Linked DNA regions of Mus musculus: all the other regions are linked to region 3. A link is a contact called in public Hi-C, HiChIP or PLAC-seq and promoter capture Hi-C data. All regions are on one chromosome and are shown on one strand. Each heading gives the region's core, a stretch centred on a gene start, on an enhancer-like site or on the middle of the called end of the contact. The rest is flanking DNA. Distances are from core to core; before and after follow the strand shown.

Evidence for each region. Promoter capture Hi-C pulls out the DNA fragments that hold promoters and counts their contacts. Hi-C and Micro-C count contacts between places; a contact is called where the count stands out from the background. HiChIP or PLAC-seq counts read pairs in DNA pulled down with a chosen protein or histone mark.
Region 1: a contact with region 3 is called in an H3K4me3 HiChIP or PLAC-seq map of embryonic forebrain, with 5 times the contacts expected there. The contact joins the promoter of 1700064F23Rik here to the promoter of Vac14 in region 3. A contact is called at or near these places in 4 of 39 promoter capture datasets (the 3T3-L1 cell line, frontonasal cranial neural crest, hippocampal neurons and 1 more) and 5 of 115 datasets of contacts at active chromatin or transcription factors (the 230-238 cell line, bone marrow-derived macrophages, embryonic forebrain and 2 more).
Region 2: an H3K4me3 HiChIP or PLAC-seq map of forebrain shows a contact between it and region 3, with 6 times the contacts expected there. The contact joins the enhancer-like site here to the promoter of Vac14 in region 3. A contact is called at or near these places in 6 of 39 promoter capture datasets (the 3T3-L1 cell line, cranial neural crest, hippocampal neurons and 2 more), 2 of 484 Hi-C or Micro-C datasets (B cells and Th1 cells), 7 of 115 datasets of contacts at active chromatin or transcription factors (astrocytes, bone marrow-derived macrophages, embryonic forebrain and 4 more) and 1 of 9 other capture datasets (embryonic stem cells).
Region 4: an HNF4G HiChIP or PLAC-seq map of pancreatic cancer cells shows a contact between it and region 3. The contact joins the promoter of Chst4 here to the promoter of Vac14 in region 3. A contact is called at or near these places in 7 of 39 promoter capture datasets (the 3T3-L1 cell line, the C10 cell line, HPC-7-derived erythroid cells and 4 more) and 2 of 115 datasets of contacts at active chromatin or transcription factors (forebrain and pancreatic cancer cells).
Region 5: a contact with region 3 is called in a Hi-C map of B cells, with 10 read pairs. The contact joins the promoter of Glg1 here to the promoter of Vac14 in region 3. A contact is called at or near these places in 1 of 39 promoter capture datasets (pre-B cells), 3 of 484 Hi-C or Micro-C datasets (B cells, CD4 T cells and memory CD8 T cells) and 1 of 115 datasets of contacts at active chromatin or transcription factors (memory CD8 T cells).
Region 6: a contact with region 3 is called in a promoter capture Hi-C map of hippocampal neurons, with 3 times the contacts expected there. The contact joins the promoter of Zfp612 here to the promoter of Vac14 in region 3. A contact is called at or near these places in 19 of 39 promoter capture datasets (the 3T3-L1 cell line, 3T3-L1-derived adipocytes, the C10 cell line and 11 more) and 3 of 115 datasets of contacts at active chromatin or transcription factors (embryonic stem cells and stem cell-derived neural progenitor cells).
Region 7: a promoter capture Hi-C map of pre-B cells shows a contact between it and region 3, with 4 times the contacts expected there. The contact joins the promoter of 9430091E24Rik here to the promoter of Vac14 in region 3. A contact is called at or near these places in 11 of 39 promoter capture datasets (the C10 cell line, the SN4741 cell line, embryonic stem cells and 7 more), 3 of 484 Hi-C or Micro-C datasets (CD4 T cells, CD8 T cells and cerebellum), 1 of 115 datasets of contacts at active chromatin or transcription factors (fibro-adipogenic progenitors) and 1 of 9 other capture datasets (embryonic stem cells).

Annotation. Positions count from the first base shown.
Region 1 is chr8:110,004,913-110,007,906 of GRCm38.p6, reverse strand. It overlaps 1700064F23Rik (a long non-coding RNA gene), which reads right to left and starts at 1,382. Exons shown (of 3, transcript XR_879187.1): 1 at 1,104-1,382; 2 at 816-957; 3 at 381-498.
Region 2 is chr8:109,947,135-109,949,862 of GRCm38.p6, reverse strand. Marveld3 (MARVEL (membrane-associating) domain containing 3) reads left to right here. Exons shown (of 3, transcript NM_212447.2): 3 at 1,201-1,954. The coding sequence ends at 1,838. Among named protein-coding and RNA genes, the nearest start is that of Marveld3, 14 kb to the left of the region's middle. Within about 2 kb of position 1,447, at least 42 of the 459 cell types and tissues checked have an H3K27ac peak or open chromatin away from gene starts, as enhancers often do. A contact at or near this core is called in forebrain and trophoblast stem cells, where this site is marked.
Region 3 is chr8:110,617,207-110,619,962 of GRCm38.p6, reverse strand. It overlaps Vac14 (Vac14 homolog (S. cerevisiae)), which reads right to left and starts at 1,396. Exons shown (of 19, transcript NM_146216.3): 1 at 970-1,396. The coding sequence starts at 1,073.
Region 4 is chr8:110,037,953-110,040,652 of GRCm38.p6, reverse strand. It overlaps Chst4 (carbohydrate sulfotransferase 4), which reads left to right and starts at 1,319. Exons shown (of 2, transcript NM_011998.4): 1 at 1,319-1,411.
Region 5 is chr8:111,257,702-111,260,559 of GRCm38.p6, reverse strand. It overlaps Glg1 (golgi apparatus protein 1), which reads left to right and starts at 1,350. Exons shown (of 26, transcript NM_009149.3): 1 at 1,350-1,789. The coding sequence starts at 1,364.
Region 6 is chr8:110,078,409-110,081,313 of GRCm38.p6, reverse strand. Zfp612 (zinc finger protein 612) reads right to left here and starts at 1,580. Exons shown (of 5, transcript NM_175480.4): 1 at 1,310-1,580.
Region 7 is chr8:111,143,997-111,146,834 of GRCm38.p6, reverse strand. It overlaps 9430091E24Rik (RIKEN cDNA 9430091E24 gene), which reads left to right and starts at 1,337. Exons shown (of 3, transcript NR_040364.1): 1 at 1,337-1,431.

The DNA.
Region 1 (2,994 bases), core at 133-2,632, 610 kb after region 3:
CAGCGTGGACTACATAGAGAGTTCTAAGACAACCAGGGCTACACAGAGAGAAACCCTGTATTTTAAAAAGCACATGATGTTTTTATAGAGGACCCTGGCTCACTTCTCCACATGGTGGCTCTCAACGATCTGTGACTCTGGTTCTAGGGGACCCAACACCCTCTTCTGACTCCTGAAGAAACAATCATTCATGTGGGTTATTTTACATTTACATACATTCAGGCGAGACATTCATACACATAAAATAAAATTAATAAATCTTAATATATATATATATATATGAAAATGCCCACAAACATGTCCCATGGGTCACCCTTGCCTGAGACCGTCCCTCCCCAAATGTGTCTAGGTTTGTGTCCAATGAGTTTTGTGTTTCACAAAAATTTAACCAGAACACCCTGCCCTTAAGAGTAAGTGAAGCAGGCCCGTGAGGTGGCGCAGCGGGCAACAAAGTTCGCTGTCATAGTTGATGGGTGACTTGAGTTCGGCCCCTGGAACCTGCATGGTAGAAGGAGAGAGCTGGCTCTATCCTCTGCATGTCCCCAACACCAACCGGAAATTAATAAGGACATTAGAAACCTAACACAGTTGGGTTTGAGTTTTACATCACTGTGGTTTTTGTTCAGATTATCCCGAGGTTAAAGGTAGATGGGCCAGATATGGTGAAGCCAGTTAAGAGGGTGTGGAGAACTCGGACATTGGTGAACAGGGAAGGAGGGGCCGGATCTAAGGGATATTTGGGAGGCTTGACTTGGAAACAGGGAGGAGTGGGGGGGGGGGGGTGCTGGCCAATCACTGAGAAGGGGAGGGTTCACCGGAAGAAGACTGGACGTGGGCGGCTCCATTGTGAGTAGAACCTCAAAAGCCATAGCCTGGTGATGCTTTCTGAAATCTCCATGTGGAGGACTGGGGGGAGAGTCAGCTGTGCAGGTCAGAAATTCAGGAGAGCGGTCTAGCCTGGAGATAAACATTTGAGAGGCGTCAGCCTGTGGATGAGGCAGAACCCCTGGGACTCAAGTGTTTCTTCAGGCAAACACAGCAGTTGCTATGGAAACGCTGAAATGAGTAGTGGAGGGATTGGGTGAGGAGTCTGACCACCTCACCCGCCATAGCTCCGTATGTTCACAACAGGAGACAGGCTATGAGGTTAGGATGCTGGCCTATGAGGGTGTGCTGAGAGATATTGCAGTCTCCCACGTGTTAAGGCCCAAAGAAAATGAAAGACAGACTAGAGAAAGGTCATAAAGCGTTTCAAAGGAGGGGACTTAGAGCAGGGAGGGGGGCCCTGGAAGAAGGTCAGTCAGAATCTACGCAGTGTCAAGCTGACTGCCACAGCGGTGCAGTCAGAACATTAAATGTCACCTGCATGGCTGGAGATTCTGGGGTAGAGAAAGGGAGCAGCAGGCTGTGGGGTTTCCATGGCAACACAGCAAAGCAAATAACCTGACACCCTCTAAGATTCAAAACACCCAGCTAGGAAAGCCAGATCCAAGCCAACGACTGGACCCGTGGGCAAAGATGCCCACCGCCATGCCTGATAACCGGGTTCGATGCCTGAGACCCACCGGTGGAAGGAGAGAACTAGTTCTCACGCGTTGTCCTCTGGCCTCCCTATGTGCACCACTCCCCTCCCACCACCACACATAAATAGATGTAAGAAAAAAATTTCTTCTTCTTCTTCTTCTTCTTCTTCTTCTTCTTCTTCTTCTTCTTCTTCTTCTTCTTCTTCTTCTTCTTCTTCTTCTTTCTCCTCCTCCTCCTCCTCCTCCTCCTCCTCCTCCTCCTCCTTCTTTTTCTTCTTCTTTTTTTTTTTGAGACAGAGTTTCTCTGTGTAGCCCTGTAACTCACTCTGTAGACCAGGCTGTCCTCGACTCAGAAATCTGCCTGCCTCTGCTTCCCAAGTGCTGGGATTAAAGGCGTGTGCTACCACTGCCCCGCTTGGAATAAAAAAAAAAAATAACCAGCAAGTATTTTCAGATTTGCAAGCAGTCTCAAAGAGCAGAAAGATAATCTCTCAAGGAACAGAAACAAGAATAAAATTATGATTGAAATATTGCAGTAGCCAACTGGTGTGCAGTTCAGCCCTAGGAAAGAAAGCTTAGACCCAGGTAAAGTTAGGAGTTTAAAAGCCTGAATAAATCCAATCCCATCCAAAGGTTAACCTTGAATGACAAGATGGGCTCAAAAGAGAACTCTCGGCCATGAGTGATGGTTTACATCCATAATCCCGACCAGAGGCAGGAGAACTTCTGTGAGTTCAAAGTCAGCCTAAGCTACCGAGTAAGATCTTGTATCAGAACAAACACAGGACTGGAGAGACGACTCAGTGGCTCAGAGCACAGGACCTCAGTTAAATGTCTAGCACCCATTTCAGACATGCATGCTTCCTGAAACTCCAGCTTCCCGGGATCTGATGCCCTCTTCTTGCCTCCAGGGGTACCCACAGAGATGTGGGATGCACTTGCTCACACACACGCACACGCACACACACACACCACACACCACACACCACACACCACACACCACACACCACACACACATAATCCTCAGAACCCATTTTTTAAAGCATCAGGTACTGTGGCAATTATTGTAATCCTAGCACTTGGGGAGGCAGAGCCTTTCACCTGCCTAGCTTTCTTGGTGAGTTCCTGGCCAATGCGAGGCCCTGCCTTGGAAAGTAAGATGAACAGTGTCTGAGAAAGAGTGCCCAAGGCTGTCTTCTGGCACCCACATGCACACACAGAAAGAGGAAAAAGGAAGGACGGATGGACGGACAGACAGATGGATGGATGGACAGAAAGAAGGAAGGAAGGGAAAACTAGGTTTGGTGGCTTGTGTGTGTGTGTGTGTGTGTGTGTGTGTGTGTGTGTGTGTGTGTTTGTCTACATAAGATTTTGCTGTGTATCCCAGGCTGACTTGAACTCACTACATAGCTCAGGTTAGCCACCTAGTTCACAGCCATCCTCCTGCCTTATCCTTCTAGGTGCTTTCAGG
Region 2 (2,728 bases), core at 198-2,697, 670 kb after region 3:
CTCTCAGTATGTAGCCCAGGCAGGCCTCCTCCTCAAGGTTCTCCTTAAACTGCCAAGTAGCTTTTTATTTCTTTAGGGCTAATGCCTAAGGGTACAATTGTGGAGCCACACAGTACACACATGTTTAACTGTCTTAACTACTCTAAGGCAGTTACAGCACTGCATGCTTGTAATTCTAATACTTTGGAGACTGGGGCAGGTGGATCGAGAGTTCAAGGCTAGCCTGAGCTACAAAGACCAGATATATATAATTTTTTTGCATTTCCAAGTTTTTCAGATTGGCATTGATTTTCTTTTCTCTCTTTATTTTTTTTTTAAGATTTATTTATTGTTCTACTTAAGTACACTGTAGCTGTCTTCAGACACACCAGAAGAGGACATCAGATCCCATTACAGATGGTTGTGAGCCACCATGTGGTTACTGGGAATTGAACTCAGGACCTTTGGAAGAGCAGTCAGTGCTCTCAACCGCTGAGCCATCTCTCCAGCCTGGCATTGATTTTTCTATGTGAATATTTATTTTATGTATATGAGAGTTTTTTGTGTGCACTGTTTGTATATCTGGTGCCTGCGGAGGTCAGAAGAGGGCACTGGATTCCCTGGAACCGGAATTAAATCGGCCTAAGAGCTGGTGCATGGGTACTGGGAACCCAACCCAGGTCCTCTGTAAGGGCAACAATTGCGCTTACTGCTGAGCCAACACTCCACCCACCCAGCCAGCAATGATATTTTAAAGTATGTTTTAGAAACAGAACACCTGGGCTGGGGTTGTTCAGCCCATCCGTAGAGCACTTGCTGCTTGCATCCTGGGTCCCACCACAAGCACTGGGACTTTTTAAAATGACATAGGGTGTTTTGTATTGTTTTGTTTTTTTTTAAAGACAAAACCAGGGGGCTGGAGTGATGGCTCAGTGAGATAAGAGCACTGACTGTTCTTCCAGAGGTCCTAAGTTCAATTCCTAGCAACCACATGGTGGCTCACAAGCATCCTCATGGGATCTGATGCTCTTTTCTGGTGTGCATGAAGACAGCTACAGTGTACTCACATACATAAAATAAAAAGATCTTAAAAAAAAAAAAGACAAAACCAAGAGTGTTGACAATGTTGCTGAATCAGATCATTTATTTAAAGGATCCAGGGAACCCCTACCTTGATCAGGTGAGTGATCCAACCTTAAACCGGACTCTCTCTTCCCCTAGGTGTGGTGCAGATAATGGAGGTGATTTTGAATGCCATGGTTCTCATATGCATCGTGGCTTCCTATTTTGTCCTGGCCGGATTCAGCGCCAGCTTTGCCAGCGGCAGCGGCTTCGGAAATAACTATTACTCACCTTTTGAGGGCACCGAGTTGGAGCAGGTTCGGCAGCTGGACCAGCAGTACACGATCCTGCGGTCGCCCCTGATCTACGGCGGCGTGGCTGTCTCCCTGGGGCTGGGCGTCCTCACTATGGGCGTTTTACTGCAGGGAGCTAAGAGTCTAAGGAAGCTGCCCAGGAGATGGCTGCTGCTGGAGGCCGCCTTCAGCCTCCTGGCCGCGGTGGGCTACTGCGTCGCCATTGGCTTTTACCTGTATGCGGCGTTGCGCATCAATTCCACCGACACTTGCAAAACCAGAGAAAGAGTCTACGCCCGCAAGGGCCTCACCTGGATGAACTGCCAGCTGGCGGGCACCGATGGGGCAGCAGCCACCTTCGCTTGTCTTCTAGTGATTTTATACGCGGCCAGCGTGGTGATGGCCCTGCGGGCCTACCGAGAACAGAAGCACTACAAAGACAGCCAGGAACAACACAGAAATTACCGTGATGTTCCAGAATACCTGTGGTCCGGGACGCTCTAAGGAGAGCTGGAACCTCCTTTGTTCCTCCCCTACAAGCACAACGTGATTTCCCATACTTGATTCCTAAGCTCCCTCAGTGCTCAGGCACCTGAGCAGAGTAAAGTTGTGAAAGGAGACCAATCAGTCTGCTGGACCACTCCAATGAAAGCTTAGGGGGCGGAGGTGGGGCGGGGCGGGATCATTCTTTGAAAATAGGGCTCTGCCTTGTGGTAAGGCTATAGTGTTAATTAAGTAGGAGACCAGCCAGAGAAGACACATCAGAGAGTAGCATGTGCCGTGCTACAGTAGAACTCCTCCCTCAAACTGTAAATAACTGTAGTGGGAACCGCATAAAGGCAATGGGGAGGGGCTGGAGAGATGGCTCAGCTGTTAGGGGCACTGGCTACTCTTGCAGAAGACCCAGGTTCCCTTCCCAGCACCCACTGTGTCTCACAATGGTCCGCAAGTCGTCTGGGAAAGGAGGGATCCAACGCCCTCTGCTGGACTTCAAGGGCACTGCATGAATGCCGTGTACCTATATGCATATAATTTTACACTTTTTTTTCTTTTTCTTTCTTCCTTTTTTTTTTTTTTTTTTTTTTGCGGGGGGGGGGGCAACAGCACACTACTAGGCAGTTGTGGGGCTGGGTTCAAATGAGTAACTCCCAGTGGCCAGAGGAAAATATTTTCCACTAGCTGTGCCATGTACATTTGTGGGGAGGAAGGTTATGCCATTGGAATTAACTTTTGATTTTTCTCTTTTAAAATACAAGTCCTTGATGGCCAGAGGGATGGCTCAGCAGGCGAAGGTGCCTGCTGCCAAGCCAGATAAATGGCCTGAGTCTGACCCCTGGGGCCCACATGGTGGAGAAAGAATGGACTCCCTCAGGCTGTTCTCCAAGCTTACACCC
Region 3 (2,756 bases), core at 147-2,646:
ACTCCATAGCTTAGGGCTGGCCATGTGACCATTGTACAATGACTGAAATGTTCTCTAGTCTGCACTGTGCAGCTGTAGTGGTTGGCTCCTGAACACCCAGATTATGGGTAGTGAAACTGACGTGCTGAATTTACAATTTGTACTGATTCATTACTTTGTTGTTGTTGTTGAGACTGGATCTAGCCCCGTGACCAATGCTAATCTCAAACGAGTACAGTATTTCTGCCCGAGCCTTCCAAGTGCCAAATCTCAAGCCTGTGTCACTACTCTGGTTAACTTAAATTTACATAGACACATATGGTCCGCTGTTACCAAGTTGGATGTCTTAACTCCTAATGTTTTTCTAGTTTTACAGGCTGCTGCTTTCTACTCTTCTGAAACCACCTACTCAACTGACTGTTACTAAGATTTGGCTGGGGGAAAAACACGTGCTCTCTCACATACTCAGCAAAACATTACCGAATTAAACATTCCCTATTTCGAACACCTGGAAACACCAGTGCACTATTACACACACGTATACTATTGCAGAAGCGGGGAAGGGCAAATCTTCCCATTTTCACTTGCAAGGGAGGGTGGCCTGACAATCTTCTGAGCATTGGATCACGTGCTTTGACCTATTTCTACACTTGGCCACTTCAGAAGCTGCAAAGAGAAGGCGGGACACCATAAGCAAATTCTCCACCTCCTCAGAGAGGCCACTCTCCGATCTAGCTGGCTTTTGACTGAGGCCACACTGAATGTGTCAGGTACTGCGCTAGGTTCTGCACATACCTTAAGTCAATTCATTTTCACTGCTATCTGGGAGCACCAGGAGGTTAAGACTAGCAAAGATAGGGCTCTTGGATTTCCCGCTCTAAAGCAATGTGCTAAGAGCTGAAACCGGAGAGGTCAATACCGAACCCTCGCCGCGGGCAAGCAGAACCGCTAGGCGCTGCAAAGCCAGGGCGGGGTCCCAGGAGCTCTTACTTCTCGATCTCCAGCGCTGCAACCTTCCGCTTTTCGTAGAGTTTATCATTCAGGGCCCTTACGATGTTGGGAGTGAGCGGCGCAAAATCCTTCTCTGGGTTCATGGTGGCAGCTCGCGCTGCGCCTGGGAGCCTCCAGACACCTTAGCCCGAGGTTGCCTGGGCCGTGCCAGGGCCGGGGGAGTGTGCGGCTCCGCGCGGACACCGGAGCCTGCTCATGGGCTATGCCGCCCAGGGCCCGCCTGCCTCGTCCCGCCGCCACGCGCCGCCTCGGGTCCCCCTGCTCCGACCCTGCTCTCCCACGCGCGACCCGGTCCGCCCCACGGCTCACGCGACCAGCTCCCGCCAGGAACCGGCAACGCTCACTGGGCCGCGGCCATGTTACTCAGGTCACGTGACGCCGCGAGCACTTCCGCCTTCCGCCGACCGAAGGTTCCGCCCCCCCAGGCCACGCCCTCTCGTGCTTGCTGCAGCGGATTGGCCACACTTGTCAGGGATCCACCCCACTCTTCACCTGCTGCTGGCTTCGGTGCGGGTTTTTGCTGAGAGTGAAGAGCAGGTGGTGGGAGCCGTTTCAGGCTCACTGCCAGAGCTTTGCGCAGAGCGGGGGGCTTCTGGAAACAGTTTATAGAGGGAGCCTAACTCAAATTTAATTTATGCATTAATTCTTTGGTCACTTAACAGTCACTTTCGCGTATGCCAACGTTTCCACCATTTTCACCATATCTTAACCATCTGTCTGATTTTACATTTTATTTCTGCGTGTGTGCATGCACCAACGAGCGCCTTTGGAGGCCATAGGGCAACTTGGGAGGGAGTCGGATCTCCCCACCCACTCACCATGTGGGGGTCCCAGGATTGAGCTCCAGTCCGCCAGGTTTGGCGGCAGATGCCTTTGTCTGCTGAGCCACCCCTCTAATCCAATTATTATTTTAGAGACAGGGTCTCAAACTCTCTCTATAGCTGAGGATAGCCTTGAAATCTCGATTCTCATGCCTTTATCTGCTGAGTGCAGGGATTACAGGCAAGCGTCACTACAGTTGATCTTATGTGGTGCTGGGCGTGGAACCCCGGGTCTGGTCAAGTCTACCAACTGAGTCAAACCCTCAGATTGTATTTAATACACATGTGCTACTCAGATGTGTGTGTACATATGTATGGAGATCCGAGGTCAGGTGTCCTCTTTTTTTTTTTTTTTTTGTTTGTCTGTCTGTCTGTTTGTTTTTTCGAGACAGGGTTTCTCTGTGTAGCCCCGGCTGTCCTGGAAGACCAGGCTGGCCTTGAACTCAGAAATCCTCCTGTCTCTGCCTCCCAAGTGCTGGGATTAAAGGCGTGAGCCCCCATGCCGGGCAAGGTGTCCTCTTTTGCTCTTATTTTTCCACCCTTATTGAGACAAGGTCTTATGTGTCCTAGGCTGGACTCTATGCATAGTGATTAAAAAAAAAAAGTCCTGGCTAATTTTTATGTCAACTTGATACAAGCTAGAATCATCTGAGAGGAGGAAGCCTCAATTGAGAAAATGCCTCCATTAAGATTGGGCTGTAGGCGAGCCTGTAAGGCATTTTCCTAATTAGTGATTGATGTGAGAGGGTCCTGCCCACCATGGGTGGGTCCACACTAGGCAGAGGTTGCTGGATTCTATAAGAAAGTAGGCTGAGCAAGCTTTAAGGAGAAAGCCGGTAAGTAGCATTCCTCCATGGCCTCTGCATCAGCTCCTGCCTCTATGTTCTTACTTTGAATTCCTTCAGCGATATAAGCTATATGGCGAAATGAACCATTTCCTCCCCC
Region 4 (2,700 bases), core at 70-2,569, 580 kb after region 3:
TGAAGCCTGGAAAATACCTCAGCAGCTGATTAAGAGGAGGTATGGTCATTATTAAATGATAGCTAACAATTTCGCCAGATTTATTTTATTTATAAGTGTGTGCATGTGCGTGTGTGTGCATGTACGTGTATGAGTGTGTATATGTGTGTGTGTGTGTGTGTGTGTGTGTGTGTGTGTGTGCACGTGAGTGCTAGTGCCTACAGAGGCTTCAGGTCCCCTGGAGCTGGAATTACCCCTGATGTGGGAGCAAGAACTGACCTAGGATCCCCTGCAAAAAACAGTATTGCTCCTAACCACAGAGCCATCTCTGTAGCCCCCGTAACTAACACCTTTAAACCCTTATTATTGCATAAAATTGGACAGGGGCTCTGTGCACACTAATCCCAATATTTATAATATGTAAGATAGGCACTGTCATGCCTATTTTATATTGATTTTCCAGTCAGACCTCACCCTTTGTACTCCATGGCAGTTTATGGTTTGTTTTTTTTTTTTTTCCCAGATGCATCCATTGGTTTAGTTGGATACATTGTATCCACTCTGGACAATCAGATAAAGTAGCCCAGAGTGGGTATATGTCTTGCCCAGGGGCGTACAATGATTAAGAAGTTGTAATTTTCTATAATTTGCTTTTTGTCATAAAAGGCAAATTCTTCCCCCTTTAATCAAACCAGACACCGGGAAATCTATACTCTCCTAGCCAAGAGCATGCGTGTTACCCTCTTACAAGGAGAGTGAAGATATTGGGCAATGACATAAGAGCTAAGAAATGTTACCTCCCTAGGGTGGGGTAAAGAAACAGGTGCGATGCCTGGAAAAATAATCTTTGTACAGCCTCCTTAGAGATAAGGGCAAAATACAGGAGGGAGAACAGCTTACAGGACCTTATGGGCTGAATAACGCTCTGGCAACACGCCTTCCAACCTCACCTCTGGAACCCCAGGGGTCTCTTCTCCTTCCATGATGCCCTAAAGGGATCCAATGCCCTTCTGGCTGCCTAAGAAGAGTAGACATTCCAGTATCATCTGCCATCCTCCTCGGCTTAGCCCACCTACAGGGAGGCTCCTCACCCTGACCCTTCACCCGACCCCTTACCCCTTACCCCTCAACCCTCAAGGGATTCCAGCTGCCCGTACCACAGCTTTCCTGGAGGCAGAGCCTTCTGGAGCCTGTCTTGCAAGGCGGGGGTGCTGTTTCAACATAAAGAAGAGGGCAAGCAGAAGGGTTAGGTATGCAAAATGCCAAGGAGGAGGAGTTCATGAGTCAGAGAGAGAACGGTGCTGAGCCTGGCAGGCAGTGAGCGAGCCTCTCAGTCATTGTGGGCCCTGAGGAAGCCTAAGGTAAGAAGAGAATTCCTTGGGGAGCAGCTATCACGAAGGGCATTATCCCAGCTACAGGATCAGTGTATCAGGTAACCCTGACATCTAAGCTGGGGATTTTGATGGCTGGAGGAAGAGGGCTAGGAAAAAGGAATGGTGTTGGGGAACACTCTGGTCACCAAGGGGATCTTCTAGAAAAGAAAAAAAAAAAAACAAAACCTCAAACTGCCTACCAGAAGCTGAACCCCACCAGCTCCACCCATAAAGGATGAGAAAGAGCCTCAAATGTGGGTAGGAATGTTGCAATGGAGCCCTAGTATATCTGACCATCCAGATTCTCTCCCGTTCTCCGCTGAATGGGGGATCGGAGCAGGGACCTGCAGGTTTTGTCCAGCTCAGGCAGAGTGGAGAGCATGGCCATTAATCAGATCAAATGGGTAGAGCTATTGCAACGAAACATCAATCAATCAAATGTCAGTTGTTCCTTTTGAAAAATAAGGAATCGGTTGCGGGGGGGGGGGGGGGCAGTGAGATGGTTCTGGGTAAGGGTGCTTGCCACCAAGCCTGAGGATCCGAGTTCCAGTCCCAAGACCCACTTGGTGGGAGAGAATCCGTTTCCACAGTTTTCCTCTGACCTCCGCACACATGGTAGGACATATATAGTACATATTAAAATGTAAATTTTAAGAATAGGGAAGTGGCCAACACTGTTTTGACAGTCTCATTGTGTCTAATTGGACACACAAAGGGCTCTGGAAGTCCAGAAGTGTACTGTAAGATGTGAAATATAATGGCCTTTATGGAGCAAGCATGTCAGCTGAGGTGGAGGGGACCTTTGCCTCAAACGGCCCTGGGTAATTCAATTTTGTTAGAGCCAGAATTTGATGCGTATAAAGTAAGTATGACATTGTGCCCATTCCCCTCAAGTCAACAAGGGCACCCCAAGTGTCAAGACTGTCCCCACAGATATTGGTTCACTCTGACATTCATAGACAGGTGTTTCCCTGAGCTGTGTGCCCAGCACTGTCCACGGGCTTGCAGGTGGGTACAGTCCCTCTATTAGTCTGACTTGTTGAGTTTGTTCATTGGAGTGTGGTAGCTAAAGGTGTAATCCTGGCACTTGGGAGGCAGAAAATGCTGTTTGGTTGAGTTCGGGGCCAGCTTGGGATGCAGTGTGAGTCACTGTCTTAAGCAAAGTTTGTTTTGTGGTTGTCTTTATCTGGTAACTTAATCCCAAGAGTTTCCCAGGTCTGTAGGCTATCTGTGGTGACGGCAGTGTCCCCAACCCACCTCCATTCCCTGTGTGTAGCGACTTCCTGCTGTCTCTACCTTCTGCTTGCTGGGACATTGTTTCCCTAAAGAATCTAAAGTGGAGTAGTGC
Region 5 (2,858 bases), core at 101-2,600, 640 kb before region 3:
TGAATTAGAACCTAACCTTTGTCATGCTGGCTTAGTTGACACCTTGTGTGAAGCCAAGTGTGACGCTCTCAACCCAAGGAGGGGTCACTAGTGTGTAGTAAAGCAATGTTGAAGATGTTGCGTACAGGTCAGCAATACAATTTGCTGACACAGGCTGGACCTGTGGTTCACAGGGGGCCGGGGCGGGGGAAGGGAGGTCTCTGTGAGTTGGAGAGCAGCCTGGTCTATCTACATAGTGAGTTTTGGGTCAGCCAGGGGCCAACAGTGAGACTTTGTTTCAAAAATGGAAGTAGGGGGAGTCTAAGTCCTGTTTTTTGTTTGTTTGTTTTGATTTATTTATTGTTATATGTAAGTGCACTGTAGTTGTCTTTAGACACACCAGAAGAGGGCATCAGATCTCATTGCATATAGTTGTGAGCCACCATGTGGTTGATGGGATTTGAACTCAGGACTGTCAGTCAGTGCTCTTACCAGAGCCATCTTGCCAGTCCCTAAGTCCTGGTTCTTAAAGAAGATGTCCAAGCAAAGGCCCTCGTGTTGTGTTTAATATTGACTATAACTTTTGGGACTTCAAGTTACAGGCCAGGTAGTTTCCTTGATTTTGTTACTTTTTTCTTCTTCTTCTCGAAACAGTCTTAGGTTGGCTTCAACCTTCCTGCTTTCACCTCCTGAAAGCTAGGATCACAGGCATATGCCGGGTTATGAGATGAAGGGTATCAAATCCATGTCTTTGTACACTCTACCAACTGACCCCTACACCCCCAGCCTCTCCCTGTTTTTATTCTAAAAGTTCACAGTTTTACTTTACATTTGAGCGATCATCTTGAAGGCCCATGAGCAAGGATTATAACCTATGTACGCTTAACATTCATCGAATTGTCGCCTGCTTCTCTAGGTAAGAAATACAGGTCAGACACAAAATGAGGCTCTCAGATACCGGAATACATTCGGTTTTGAAGTTCATCTACACACAACAAAGTTTTTAACCCTTCCTCCTCCACCCACCGTGAGTCACCGAACTGGCGAAATATTCCACCGGCCATCTTAGTTGTGTCAGTCCAAATTCACTTCTCTTTTTTCTCTTCCGTGTCAACAATCGAGAGATTTATACCACGGTGCCCCTACGCAGGTTTTCTCAGCAGCTCCAACAGTTCCTCCGGGAAGGCTATCCACTTTCCCGCCAGCCGGGTCCAGGGCGTGGGCCCTTCCTTCGCAGCGCAACCTCCGCTGCTTTTCACTCCGCCGCGGACTCCCGAGTCTACCGCCCGCTGGGGAGGAGCCACGCCAGCCCACGCCCGCGGCTCCGCCCCCTCATTTAAATACACGTCGCCGGCGGGTGCGTCGAGCTCGCCGCGAACCCAAGATGGCGGTGTGTGGACGTGTACGGGGGATGTTCCGCTTGTCGGCGGCGTTGCCGCTGCTGCTGCTCGCGGCAGCAGGGGCCCAGAATGGTCACGGTCAGGGCCAGGGTCCGGGGACCAACTTTGGGCCCTTCCCAGGGCAAGGTGGAGGCGGCAGCCCGGCCGGCCAACAGCCGCCTCAGCAGCCTCAGTTATCGCAGCAGCAGCAGCAGCCGCCGCCTCAGCAGCAGCAGCAGCAACAGCAGCAGTCGCTTTTCGCGGCGGGCGGGCTCCCGGCCCGGCGGGGCGGAGCGGGGCCCGGTGGGACTGGCGGAGGCTGGAAGCTGGCGGAGGAAGAGTCCTGCCGGGAGGACGTGACCCGTGTGTGCCCCAAACACACCTGGAGCAACAACCTGGCGGTGCTCGAGTGCCTGCAGGACGTGAGGGAGGTGAGGAGGTGGGACGAGCCTGGGGAGGAGGGCCGAGCCTGGTGCGGGCCGGAGGGTGTCGCCGGCCTGGAAGCCGCGGATGCCGGGCTGCAGCAGCAGCTTCCCTCTGCTCTTTTCCTTCAGGGCTGTGCTCGCGCCTCTCTCTTTCCTGCCCCTCACTCCCGGGTGCGTTCGGGCAAGCGGATCCCACCCCGATCCTTCCTCCTCCGGTCCCCTAGTTCGCTCCCTGTCGTCGCGGTGTTCTGGGATCAGGACCTCGGCTCACGGCCTCAGTAGGCGCAGGCCTAAGGAGCGTGTTTTCTGTTTGCGCTCCTGTCTTTTGTGTGATGCTCTATGCAGAGCGGTTCCTCGCCGGAAAACCAGTTTAGGATTTGTTTGCTATCCGTTTCGACCTCGCCAGTTTGTAGCAATGGATTTCAACGTGGAAAAAAAAATCGGTACATTTAAACTGCTAAAGATCGATCTGCTGTTTATTTAGCAGTAGGCGCTTGGTGAGCTAACCTGGGTTCTCTTCTGGTGTGAATGTAGTCAAAAGCCGAATTTACTGTTTCTACCACATTCTTTTTTAATTGGTAAATCTTTACTATTTACCTGGTGCTGAAACTATGCTTTTTTTTTTTTTTTTTTTTTTGTCTTCACTTCCTGTGGTCAGTTTGTAAAGGACCTCATTTTTTAGGCTGTTCCTTCATGTCCCTTGGAACCCTATAAAGTCTGAGAAAGTTGCAGGCAGCATTTGATGCTATATAATAAATATAAGGTGTTTGTGGTCTGTAGTGGGGTCTTTCTGAAGTCTTAAGATAGTTGTTTTTGAGACCGGATCTGCTTGTAGCCCAGGTTGGCCGCCTATGAGAGGCATCCTTCCGCATCTGGCTGAACCACTTCATCTAGTTTGAAATAATTTTAACAGTACCTTAGTGAGTTCTTCTAGAGCTTATATTACTTGGTGTGCTCCAGTTAAAAAACATTGACAACTTCTTTTCTATATTTGATGCTGCAGACGTGAGCATATTGGTAGAAATATTTGTTTTCAAAGGTTTAGATAAACAAGATTACTCCCAAAATCTGGCAA
Region 6 (2,905 bases), core at 331-2,830, 540 kb after region 3:
CAAGCCAACTGAGCTAGCTCTTCAGTACAGGTCTTCTCCTGTCTATAAATACCCAGCCCCATGGCATCCCCAGTCTTACAAGTTGTTGTGGTGTCAATCATTCTTTGCCCAACTGAACTGTTATATTTAATTTGTCTATATTTTTTTTCTATTTTGCTATCTTTGTCCTTCACTCTGTCCAGGCGACTATATTCTACTCATAGCTAAATTCCCACAAACAAAACAAAACAAAACCCTTTGTCCTACGTTCTACATCTTGAAAAACCTAGACTACAAAAGGATTTTTAAATGTTTCTACCTCTTCAAATTGCAGGAGTTTCCCCAGCCATTTTCATTATGACTTATTTGGCAATTAAAAAACTATCAGGCTGTAAATTTTCCTCTGGCTCAGAATTAACCCTTGACCAGGAACACTCGATGCCAAATGTGTTTGGAAAACTCTATATCCACATCAAATCTTAAAAATGTCTACAAAGGGGGTGCCCAGGAAGGGGGGGTGTGAAATGAATCAAATGCATTCTACATTTGTATGAAAATTGCCTGTGAATAAAAAAGCTTGAAAAATGTATTCCTATGGATATTCTCATGTGTAGGAGACATGCACAAAGTATCCATCGTCAGCACTATTTGTGATGCATAACCAGCCTGAAAACAACCTACCCATCCCCTGAAAATACAGCTTCTGTATTGTTTTTATAGCTGGACCTTACCCAGCTGACATAGACACTACTTAGAAATTAACCAAGTACTCAAAAACAACAACAACAACAAAGCTTAAACTGTTGCATATGTATACACTTTTAAAAAAATAGGCTGTGGTAAACACAAAATTCAAAATAGTTGTTACATCTGAGGGTGGGAAGAGTCTGAGAGTCAGATGAAGAACGAATACACTGATGGATGCAGCATAAGGACCAGATTCGTTCTTATCTGGCTGCGCATAGGTAAGCATCCGTTACTTTTCTTTCTCTTAAAACTCTTTCTCTGTGTCTATCTCTGTCTCTGTCTCTCCCTGCTCCCCACCTTGGAAAAATAAGTGTTTTGGCTACGGTTATAGCCGTAAGAGACCTGCATCCATCCAAATGTCGCACTGCCTTCTACGGGGTATGAAATAGCAGCAATTCTGAAACTAGTCTGTGTGTACTCTTGCCATGTCGTCATCTTGTGTGCATGTGTGGGGCCTGACGTCGATGCAGCAGACCAGGCCTTAAGCTCGCTCTGTCCCCAACGGCTGAGAAGTGGCCCTGCTTTCCCTGCGGTGGCCCCGCGCCCTTCACCCTGCCTGGAGCCCGGGACAAGCAGTACACACCTGCAGGGCCGCGGCGGGTCAAGAGACCTGCGATGTCACCTCGAGCCGCTTCGCCCCCGCACGCAGCTACCCCTCTGTGAAGTGACACAGCTTCCCCGATCCGCCACCTGCTGAGTTTTCTGGGTCTGACAATGGTCGCCACTCAAGCGTCACCGCTGTGGACACGGAGACTTGGTGGCCCGCGAGGCTGGCTGCGGGAGCCCCTGCGTGCTGTCCGCCAAGACACACCGCGAACCGCAATGGGTCCGCACTCACCTGCGCAGCACGGTCCGCGCGCGGCCGGAAGTGCGTCACCGGCCCGACCCCGCCCCTCTAGGAGTGCTGCCCCCTCCCTCTCTGGGGTGCCCGCCTGGCCTCTGCGGTTCTCTGTCGCCTAGGACTCAAGCTCTTTGTCGTGGGCCATGGGTTCTGATGTCTTAGGACCCTTACTCCTGGAGTACTGGATAGACCCACCCGAGAAAGGCCACCCGAGTTTATGTCTTGGTAAAGCTGGAGGTGCCAGCAGGTGGACTGTGCCAGTGCGTCACAGGCTGGAGGACCCAGGGTCCACTTTAAAAATAAATGTTATGTAATGTCATGCAGGCCTGCTGCTGGGCCTTGATTGCAGTTGTTCTGGAAGCTGAGGCTGGAGATGGCGCTTAATGATACACTGCTTCTCGGGCACTCTGGGTTCAAAAACCAGGACAAATAATAATAATAACAACAACAACAACCTGATTTCCTACCATGAAATTCATAACTACCTGCTGTTGACACAAGAAAACAACTCTTACCTTAAAGGGGATAAGAGATAGTTTATTCTCAAACCAAATTTAAGTGATCATAGCCCAGGAGCCCAGATTTAGGTTGCCCCAAATTCCACGTTCCAACGCGGAAGCAGTTTTATAGTTTTACAGATCAAAAAAGTCCTAAATCAAAGTTTAAGATATATTGGTTGGGCCGGGCGGTGGTGACGCACGCCTTTAATCCCAGCACTTGGGAGGCAGAGGCAGGCAGATTTCTGAGTTCGAGGCCAGCCTGGTCTACAGAGTGAGTTCCAGGACAGCCAGGGCTGCACAGAGAAACCCTGTCTCGAAAAGAAAAAAGAAGAAAAAAAAAAAAAAAGATATATTGGTTGGGTGCATCAGAGAGGTCGGTACAGCAAGATAGGGGTCGCCTTTCTATATTTCAGATGGATGCTATATGATAACCTTCTTGGCTTTTGTGTTGGTGGAAGTCAATGGCCTGTTACAAGATCCCAACAGGTGTTTAATCTATATTACAGGATGTTAGTTCTTACAGAAAAATAAGCAAGAAATGGTTATTCAAAGTGGTAACACTGGCCCAAAATAAGATAATTAGCTAGCCTTGGCACCTGTAGCATTCCAATATCTCAACAGCACTATAGTTCAATGAGTCAGTCTCTGTAGACATGACTTCTGTTCGGGAACTGAAAATTGGCACTGCCTAGAGACCCACAAGTAATACATAGTAGAGGATACATGAAAATGATTTATAGTAACAACACTACTTTGGTCTAATGGCATACATATTTGCCATTGTCCCACATGGAATTCGGATGTCAGAGCCACAGAGCTCCTGTCTTTCGCTGGTGTT
Region 7 (2,838 bases), core at 88-2,587, 530 kb before region 3:
TCTGAGCTCAAGGCCAACATGGAATACAGAGGGAGTAATAGGGCCACACAGAGAAACTGTCTCAAAAAAAGAAAACAAACCAAAAAGGGTCTCACTTAGCTCAGGCTAACCCCTAACTCCCTACATAGCCAAGGATAATGTAGAGCGCGGGTCTCAACCTTCCTAACGCTGTGACCCTTTACTACAGTTCCTCAACTTGTAGTGACCCCCAACCAAAAATTAATTTTCAATGTTAGTTCATAATTGTTATGAATTGTAAATATTTTTGGAGACAGAGATTTGCCAAAGGAAATGCCCACAGTCTGAGATCCTGCTGCCTGCACCTCTGTGAGTGACATCACGCTGGGTGTGGGCAGTGCTGGGAACCAACCCCAGGACTCCAGTCATTTTAAGCCCATAATTTGTAAACTTATGAATTAAACAACCATCACAATAATGTAGTTTTAGAACATTTTACAAAGCCTGGAAATATCTGTGTGTGTCCTTTTATGTTTATTTTTATGTTGTCCAGGTTAAACAAATGGGCTCAAGCCAGCCGCCTATCTCAGCCCCGGAGGGGTTGGGACTACTATATTTCTTTTACTTAAAACATTATTTTTGGGGCTGGAAAATGGATCAGTGATTAAGAGGACTTATTGACTATTCTTCCCAAAGACACACATGTGATTCCTAGCACCCACATGGCTTCTAACAATCATGTCTAACTCTGGTTCTAGGGGATGTGACATTCTTGGCCTTCTCGGGCACTGCATGTATGTTAGACACAGACTTGCTGACACAAGCTGACCAGACAGCTACACATAAAAGTATTCCATTTTGCCTGGCGGCAGACGGTCACCCTAACTGCCCACACTGGGTCGAGGCTCTGGCCCGGATCCGATGCCCGGGCTCTAGGCACACACGGAGGCCGGCCTGAGGCCGGTGGCGGCTCTCCTCACTCTCGTCGCCATCCAGGCAGAGGCGGAGGCGGAGGCGGCCACGGGTTCTGGGCTGCGGACCCCTCGCGCAGGATCGGAGCTCAGGCCTGGCGGCAGACGATCACCCGAACTGCCGACACACGGAGGCCGGCGGGAGACCCGGAGCGGGGACGGAGGGCGGTGGCCGCTCCCTGCACACTCGCCGTCATCCAGGCGGAGGCGGAGCGGGAGGGGCGGGGCCTGGCGAGACCCAAACAAGCGCACGTGCGGGCCGGCCCGCCGCGGTGACGTCACGGCGCGTCGGCGCGCGCGCCCGCCTTACCCTTGCCGCGGGCCGTAAAGCGCGGAAGGTCGCAGGCCCCCGCGGTCCCGGAACTCTGCGCTCCGCGTCCCGCCCCGTCCCCATGCCCTGGCCCCCTTTCCGGCCGGCGCAGACCCTCTTCAGCGGCTGGGCTGCCCTTCACTTCCGCCGGGCGTTGCTGAGCGCGCTGCCCGCGAGATGCGGGCCCCTGAGGTAGGAAGCCGGCTGGGACCCGCGGGTCCGGGCGGCCTTCTGGTCCCGCGAACTCTTGCGCCCCGCACGCCCCTGGCGTCCGAGCTTTGGGCTCCGGCTCCCGGCCGTCCCTCCGGGTCTCTGAGGCGGTGCCACCGGTCGGGCGCCGGGATTGAGCCAGTGGAGCTGTGCGGGCCTCGGGGAGCCGCGCCGGCCGCCCCGGGACTGCGCGCCGGCTCTCCCAGGGCGGCCGACCGGGCCTCGGGGCGGGCTGCGGCTCGGGCGGGCGCGCGCGCACTGCTGTCACGGCCAGAGGTGGCCCCGCGTCTCTGCAGGTGGAATAGTTTCCCACCTTGTAATGTGCGGCTCGGCTGTGCTTCACCGACTCCTGTCAGAGACCTAGTCAGGGCCGTGGGGTTTCCGGTGGGTGACAGTTGTGTGTGATCCACGGTCTCCAAGCCTACTTTGCATGATGTCCGTGGGTGGGCGAGGGCCGCTGGCAGGGAGCAAGGCCAGAGGTCAACTTTGAAAGCCACAGGGATTTGCATCACTTTAAAAAACTAACTTCATATTTTTAATATTTACTGGCTTTGTTTGTGTGTAAGGTAGAGGTCAGTAGAGAAATTGGGGATGCGTTTCTCTCCTCCAGATGAATCCAGGGATCGTTCCTAGCCGATCAGTCAAGTACCCAGGTTTTTTGACTTTTACCCGCTAGCCATTTTTGTGGGCCCAACTCTCTGAAGCTCTCTTTTTTTTTTCTTTTTTTTTCTTTTTTTTTGGTTTTTTGAGACAGGGTTTCTCTGTACAGCCCTGGCTGTCCTGGAACTCACTTTGTAGACCAGGCTGGCCTTGAACTCAAAAATCCGCCTGCCTCTGTCTCCCAAGTGCTAGGATTAAAGGCGTGCGCCACCACGCCCGGCTCTGAAACTCTCTTGATACCTCCTAATGCACCTGTTGAAAAAATAAAAATCTGCAGTCGGGCTGGAGAGATGACTCAGTGATTAAGAGCACTTCCAGAGGTTCTGAGTTCAATTCCCAGCAACCACATGGTGGCTCACAGCCATCTGTAATGGGATACCCTCTTAACGGTGTGCATGAAAACAGTGTACTCATATACAGTAAATAAATAAAAGGAAAATCTGCAGTCTGGACCAGTTGGGTCACAATGTCCAGCAGGTTCTGTCCTTCCTTCCCCATTCGTTCATCCATCCATCCATTTTAACATAGAGTCTCACTAGTAACCCTGGTTTACCTGGAAGGCAGAGAGTCACCACACAGGCCTTCGGTTGGTAAGCAAGTGTCCTGTGGGGTTCTGTTGTGTGGGGGAGTGTGGCCGTCCACCTGTCTTTTTGACCAGCAACCCATCTGTGGTTAAAGCCAAACAGAAGAAACTCTGGAGTCACTTCAGTGCTGCCCCTTTGCTGGGGT